2 separate regions of the Macaca mulatta genome follow, and region 1 is linked to region 2. Evidence: chromatin contacts called from public Hi-C data. All regions are on one chromosome and are shown on one strand. Each heading gives the region's core, a stretch centred on a gene start, on an enhancer-like site or on the middle of the called end of the contact. The rest is flanking DNA. Distances are from core to core; before and after follow the strand shown.

Evidence for each region. Hi-C and Micro-C count contacts between places; a contact is called where the count stands out from the background.
Region 1: a contact with region 2 is called in a Hi-C map of fibroblasts, with 2.6 times the contacts expected there. The contact joins two enhancer-like sites. A contact is called at or near these places in 7 of 14 Hi-C or Micro-C datasets (CD4 T cells, blood, cortical neurons and 3 more).

The regions. Positions count from the first base shown.
Region 1 is chr9:75,729,256-75,732,979 of T2T-MMU8v2.0, forward strand. No RefSeq gene overlaps it. Among named protein-coding and RNA genes, the nearest start is that of PLAU, 13 kb to the left of the region's middle. Within about 2 kb of position 1,631, at least 3 of the 40 cell types and tissues checked have an H3K27ac peak or open chromatin away from gene starts, as enhancers often do.
Region 2 is chr9:75,687,878-75,691,385 of T2T-MMU8v2.0, forward strand. No RefSeq gene overlaps it. Among named protein-coding and RNA genes, the nearest start is that of PLAU, 29 kb to the right of the region's middle. Within about 2 kb of position 1,339, at least 6 of the 40 cell types and tissues checked have an H3K27ac peak or open chromatin away from gene starts, as enhancers often do.

The DNA.
Region 1 (3,724 bases), core at 381-2,880, 42 kb after region 2:
GAGGTCAGGAGATCGAGACCATCCTGGCTAACACGGTGAAACCCCGTCTCTACTAAAAAATATAAAAAACTAGCCGGGCGAGGTGGCGGGCGCCTGTAGTCCCAGCTACTTGGGAGGCTGAGGCAGGAGAATGGCGTGAACCCGGGAGGCGGAGCTTGCAGTGAGGTGAGATCTGGCCACTGCACTCCAGCCTGGGCGACAGAGCAAGACTCCGTCTCAAAAAAAAAAAAAAAAAGAAGCTTGGTGCAGTAATGGAATTGGGAATTGAAATGAGAGGACTCTGAGAGAGGAAGTGAGAGTGCAAGTCAAGGCATGAGGACTTGTACAGCTGTCATGTTTCGTATCTTTAGGGGCTTTGATTTTCCAAACTTGGAAAGTCATGTGCTCTGCTTTAGAAAGAGTCTTTGAGGCCAGGCGCGGTGGCTCACACCTATAATCCCAGCACTGTGGGAGGCCAAGGCGGGCAGATCACCTGAGGTCAGGAGCTCGAGACCAGCCTGACCAACACGGTGAAACCCTGTCTCTACTAAAAATACAAAAAATCAGCTGGCTGTGGTGGCGGGTTCCTGTAGTCCCAGCTACTCAGGAGGCTGAGGCATGAGAATCACTTGAAACGGGGAGGCAGAGGTTGCAGTGAGCTGAGATGGTACCACTGCACTCCAGCCTGGGAAACAGAGCAAGACTCTGTCTCAAAAAAAAAAGAAGAGTCTTAGAAAGTTCCTTTAATGGGTTGTACCATGAAATCCATATTTGAAGGCCAGAGTAGTCTCCTGGATTGGAGTGGGAAGAGCCGGGGGCAGAAAACCCCGTCCAATGCCAGCAGCACCTGTTGAGTCCAAAGGCCGTATCTTTGAGCATGAGCTGAAGCTTCCTCTTGAGGAAAGGAGTGACTGCTGTGGTGAAGGCTGTGGTTTCAGAGTCAGAGGACAGAGCCCCATTCCTGGCTTGGTAGCTGACTCCATCCATGAACCTGGCTGAGTCACTTCCCTCCATATGCCTGTTTTCCCTTCTGTGGAATGCAGCAGAACGTCTTTTCCACCTGCTTTCACAGAAGACAGAATCAGCTAAAAGAAAAAGAAATTTTCCTCAGGTACCTGTAAGCAAAGGGGTGAGGCCTGGGCTGAAGAAAAACCTGGGACGTCTGTAGCCCATGGGGGCCATGTTTGACGTGGACATGGGGGCCAGGTTTGACGTAGCCTGCTCTTGACATCAGAAGGCCATGGAGAGGATGTAACTATTAAACAACATAAACAAATGTTACCCCAGAGAGCCTGAGTTCTGGGAATATGAACAGGGACTCCTGACCAAAATTCCAGGTCTCCAAGTTCCCCTTGAGGAGTCATGAGGATCAGACAGGGTGAATCACCACACCCAGTGTCTGTCTTGGAGACCTAAACCCAGATATGAGCTTCAGCAAAGGATGGGGCTGATTCAAATAGCATGGGGATTGTAGCCAGAGCAATATAAGATGTTCCCCTGGGTCCTGATGGGACCAAGAAACAGTTTTGCCCAACACTTTGGATGTTGTTCTAGTTCTGAGGTCAGTGGCAGGTCAAAGCCATAGCCGGCCCCCATGGAGTCAGCACAGTTAGTTGCCTCTGGTCTGGAAGACTATGTGGAAAAAGAAGCTCAGAAGACTGTGGGCTCAGAAATAGAGTGAGTATTCTCCCTAGAGCCTGTATTATTTCTCAGTCCAACTCTACATAAATGAAAGGCAGAGAGATGGCCAGTTCTTCAGAGCTTGGAAGAAACCAGAGGGTGCAGGAGAAAGAAGCATGTTGGCTGTTCAGCTGCAAGGGTGGTTCTCCCACCACAGGGAAATGCCACGTCTCAGAGCTAGGAGAGGTGGGGTCTCAGGGGGAGGAGCAGACCCTGGAGCCTGAAACACTCAGACATCTGGAGTATTGTGTTCAAAAACTATCTCACATGTGATCTCACACCCATTAGGATGGCGATTATCAAAAGAAAAAAGAAAAGAAAAAGTGTTGGTGGTCAGGCTTAGTGGCTCACACCTGTAATCCCAGTACTTTATTTTATTTCTGAGACAGAGTCTCGCTCTGTCACCCAGGCTGGAGTGCAGTGGCACAATCTCAGCTAATCAGAACCTCCGCCTCCCAGGATCAAGTGATTCTCATGCCTCAGCCTCCGAAGTAGCTGGGATTACAGATGCGCACCACCACACCCAGCTAATTTTTTGATTTTTAGTAGAGACGGGGTTTCACCATGTTGGCCAGGCTGGTCTTGAGCTCCTGACCTCAGGTGATCTGCCCACCTTGACCTCCCAAAGTGCTGGGATTACAGGTGTGCGCCACTGCACCTGGCCCCAATCCCAGTACTTAAGGAGGCCAAGGTGGGAGGATCGCTTGAGCCTAGGAGTTTGAAGCTGCAGTGAACTATGAACGTGCCACTGCACTCCAACTTGGGTGACAGAGTGAGACCCCCATCTCAAAAAAAAAAAAAAAGAGCGCTGGTGAGGATGTGGAGAAATTGGAACTCTTGTGCATTGCTGGTTGGAATGTAAAATAATGCAGCCACTGTTGAAAACATTTTGGTTGTTTCTAAAAAAGTTAAACATAGAATTACCATATGATCAAGCAATTCTGCTTCTAGTTATCTACCCAAAAGAACTGAAAGCAGGAACCGAAAGAGATACTTGTATACCCATGTTCATAGCAGCATTATTCACAACAGCCATAAGGTGGAAGCAACCCAAGTGTCCATTGATGGATGAATGGATAAGTAAAATGTGACACATACATACAAGGAATATTATTTAGTCTTAAAAAGGAAGGAAATTCTGGGCTGGGCACAGTGGCTCATGCCTGTAATCCCAATACTTTGGGAAGCCAAGGCAGGCGGATCACTTGAGGTCAGGAGTTCAAGACCAGCCTGGCCAACATGGTAAAACCCCGTCTTTACTGAAAATACAAAAATTAGCCGGGCGTGGTGGTGCACACCTGTAATCCCAGCTATTCGGGAGGCAGAGGCAGGAGAACCACTTGAACCTGGGAGGCAGAGGTTGCAGTGACCCAAGATCACGCTACTGCACTTCAGTCTGGATGACAGAGCAAGACTCTGTCTCAAAAAACAAACAACAACAACAACAGAAAAAACAGGAAATTCTGATACCTGCTGATACCTGCTACAACATGGATTACCCTTGAAAACATTATGCTAAGTGCAATAAGCCAGACACAGAAGGCCACGTATTGTATAATTCCACTTACATGAGATAATTAACATAGGCAAATTTATAGAGACAGAAAATAAAATGGTAGTTAGAGGGGATGAGGATGAAGGGAATGGAAGTTATTATTTATAGGTAGAGGTTCTGTTTGGGATAATGAAAAAATTCTGGAAATGTATACCAGTGATTGTTACACAACAATGTGAATGTATTTAATGTCACTGAACTATACATTCAAAAATAGTTAAAAAGGCAATAGTTTAAAAGGTAAATTTTGGCTAGGTGTGGTGGCTTACATACATAATCCCAGCACTTTGGGAGGCTGAGATGGGAGGATTGCTTGAGGCCATGAGTTCAAAAGCAGCCTGGGCAACATAGTGAGCAAAACCCTGTCTTTACAAAAAATTTTAAAAATTAGCCAGATGTGGAGGATTGTTTGATCCCAGGAGTTTTTGTTTGTTTGGTTGGTTGGTTGGTGTTTGTTTTGTTTTGTTTTGTTTTTGAGACAGAGTCTCATTCTGTAGCCCAAGCTGGAGT
Region 2 (3,508 bases), core at 89-2,588:
CCAAGTTTCCCTATTAATAGGCTCTGGGTCTTGTACAAAACAAGAGAAAAATGACAGAATCTGAGAAGGCTGCTACCACTAGTGACCTAAGGACTCAAATCTTCACACAAAAATATGAAGAACCATATATAAAGAAGTGGCCGTGCTAGGTGTGGTAGCTCAAGCCTATAATCCCAGCACTTTGGGAGGCTGAGGTGGGCAGATCACTTGAGCACAGAAGTTCAAGATCAGCCTGGGCAACATGGCAAAACCCCACCTCTGCTAAAAATAGTAAATATTAGCCAGGCATGGTGGCGCACATCTGTAATTCCAGCTACTTGGGAGGCTGAGGTGGGAGGATCACCTGTGCCCAGGAGGCGGAGGTTGAAGTGAGCCGAGATGGTGCCAGGGCACTGCAGCCTGGGTGACAGAGGAAGACCCTATCTCAAAAAAGAATTATATATATATATAAAAAAAAAAAAAAAAAAAAGGCGGTGTCATATAAAGAAGCTGCTTTTTCCACAGTTTAAAGTTTTCATTTGCAATATTGGATGAGAATGGGTGAAGGGGCGCCAGCAAGCTGTGGTGGCATAAATTGCTTGACTCACAGTGACTAAAACCTCTGTCTATTTGAAGTGAGCCTCTGCCAGACCCAAAAGGCTCTATTTTCCCAATAACCTGATACCAGCTTTGGTCAAGGCACTAGCCATGGCAGCTGCACTAAGCCAGGAGCTCCCACAAGCTATTTTTGTCTCAAATACTCACTAGGATCCACTGGGTCACCAGTATGCTCAGGGAAAGGTTTGGGGCCCTGAATCCTACCTTCCACCCTACAGGGATAAAGACCATGAGGACGGTGAGGAAGCTTTTTTATTAAATGGTTGGTTGAGGCTCCTGCATGCCCTCAGAACAATTTCTTTCAGTAAAAGCAGGTGAGAGAACTTGACTTTGGCCAGGAGGTCTTAGCAAGAAATCCTGCTCCCTGTTTCTGAATCTGAGAGTTCATGACCCCAACCAGCTGCACAGAGGAGAATGGCTGCCCTGGTCAGAGAGGCCAGGCCCTTTACGGTCACCACGTGGAGCCGGCAAGGAGAAGAGAAGAAATGGGGCGATGACTTCCCACCCAGCAATCGGACACTTCCCTCCCTGGGCTCAGCAGTCTTGCTCTCAGACCTGGACTTGTCCCCTTCCTCAGCCGCACTTTCAGAACAATCCCTGAGCCCACAGCGTGGCATACACAACCGTGCGGTAAACAGAACTTGTCTTCTTTGAGTCCCCTCAACCCTACGCAGTCTCTCCTTCCCCAGCTCGAGCTCGGGGCACCGCCCCATCCCAGGTCGTCTTTCACCGCCAGCCCAGCAGGGGCCGCCAGAGCGATGCAGATGAAGCCAGAGCCGCGCCAGGGCCGCGGAAGCAAGGCTCCCATGGGCCGCGCCCGGTTCTTGACGCTCGGTCCAAGTGCCCAGCGAGGACAGGCGCTCTCAGGCTCTGGTTTGGAGCTGTCCTTACCCTTCTCAGAGGTGAAGGCTGAGCCAGACTCCTTCCGTTTTATTTAAAATTTTATTTTTATTTTGTATTTTTTGCAGAGACAAAGTCTCACTTTTTTGCCCAGGCTGGTCTCGAACTCCTGGGCTCAAGCGATCTTCCCGCGTCGGCCTCCCAAATTGTTGGGATTTCAGGCGTAAGCCACCGCCCCTGGCCCCGTTTTATTATTTTAAAAAAATGTTGGCCGGGCGCGGTGGCTCACGCCTGTGATCCCAACACTCTGGGAGGCTGAGGTAGGCGGATCACGAAGTCAGTTCAAGACCATCCTGGCTAACACGGTGAAACGCCGTCTCTAATCCCAGCACTTTGGGAGGCCGAGACGGGCGGATCACAAGGTGAGGAGATCGAGACCATCCTGGCTAACATGGTGAAACCCCGTCTCTACTGAAAATACAAAAAACTAGCCAGGCGAGGTGGCGGGCGCCTGTAGTCCCAGCTACTCGGGAGGCTGAGGCAGGAGAATGGCGTAAACCCGGGAGGCGGAGCTTGCAGTGAGCTGAGATCTGGCTACTGCACTCCAGCCTGGGCGACAGAGCGAGACTCCGTCTCTCAAAAAAAAAAAAAAAGTTTATTACTTCCCTTTAAAAGCTCCAGATATAGATAGATACAGATTTTTAATGCCAAAACAAAGTTACTGAAAGTGTGGTATATCTCAAATGTTTAAACTTAGCAAGTCAAAGTTGTGACCCCCACACCCAAATAAATAAATAAATGAGTAAAAGAAAGCCAGGAATGGTGGCTCATGCCTATAATCCCAGCACTTGGAGAGGCTGAGGCAGGAGGATCACTTGAGCTCAGGAGTTCGAGACCAACCTGGGCAACAAAATGAGACACCATCTCCACAAAAAATACAAAAATTAGCTGGGCATGGTGGCACATGCCTGTAGTCTCAGCTACTTGGGAGGCTGAGGTGGGAGGATCACTTCAGCCCAGTAGGTCCAGGCTGCAGTGAGTGGTGATGCCCCACTGCACTCCAGCCTGGGTGACAAAGCCAGGCCCTATCTCAAAAAAAAAAAAAAAAAAAAACCCAAATCTGTGACTCCTGCTGACACACACACACACACACACACACACACACACACCCAGAGAGAGAGAGACAGCGGACGAAAAGAGTCACATTGTGTAAAATATTTGAAGAGATTTATTGTGAGCCAAATGTGGGTGACCATAGCTTGTGACACAGCCCTCAGGAGACCCTGAGAACATGTGCCCAAGGTGATTGGGGCACAGCTTAGTTTTACACATTTTAGGGAGACATGAGACATCAATCAACACATTTAAGATGTACATTGGTTAGATCCAGAAAGGGGGGACAACTCAAAATGGGGAATGGGAGTACAGAGGGCTTCAAGGTTATAGGTAGATTAAAAATTTTTCTGGGCCAGGTGCAGTGGCTCATGCCTGTAATCCCAGCACTTTGGGAGGCTGAGGTGGGCAGATCACCTGAGATCAGGAGTTTGAGACCAGCCTGGCCAACATGGCAAAACCCTGTCTCTACTAAAAAATTAAAAAATTAGCCAGGCATAGTGGCAGGCACCTGTAATCCTAGCTACTCGGGAGGCTGAGGCAGGAGAATCATTTGAAGCTGGGAGGCGGGGGTTGCAGTGAGCCAAGATTGCACCACTGCACTCAAACCTGCACTCAGGACCCCGTCTCAAACAAAAAAAATTCTCACTGGTCATGGTTAATAGAGTTATCAATAGAATGAAATATCTAGGTTATGATAAGAGGTTATGAGACCAAAGTTTTATCATGCAAATGAAGTCTCCAGTTAGCAGTCTTCAGGAGAGAATAGATTGTAAAGGTTTTTTTTATCAGACTTAAGGTCTATGTTGATGCTAATGCTGGTCAGCTTTTCCTGAATTCCAAAAGGCAGGAGGGCATTATAAGGCAGGCCCAACACCCACTTCCCCTCATGGCCTGAAACAGTTGTTCAGGTTAACTTTGGAGTGCCCTGGCCAAGAGGATGGAGTCTATTCAGGTG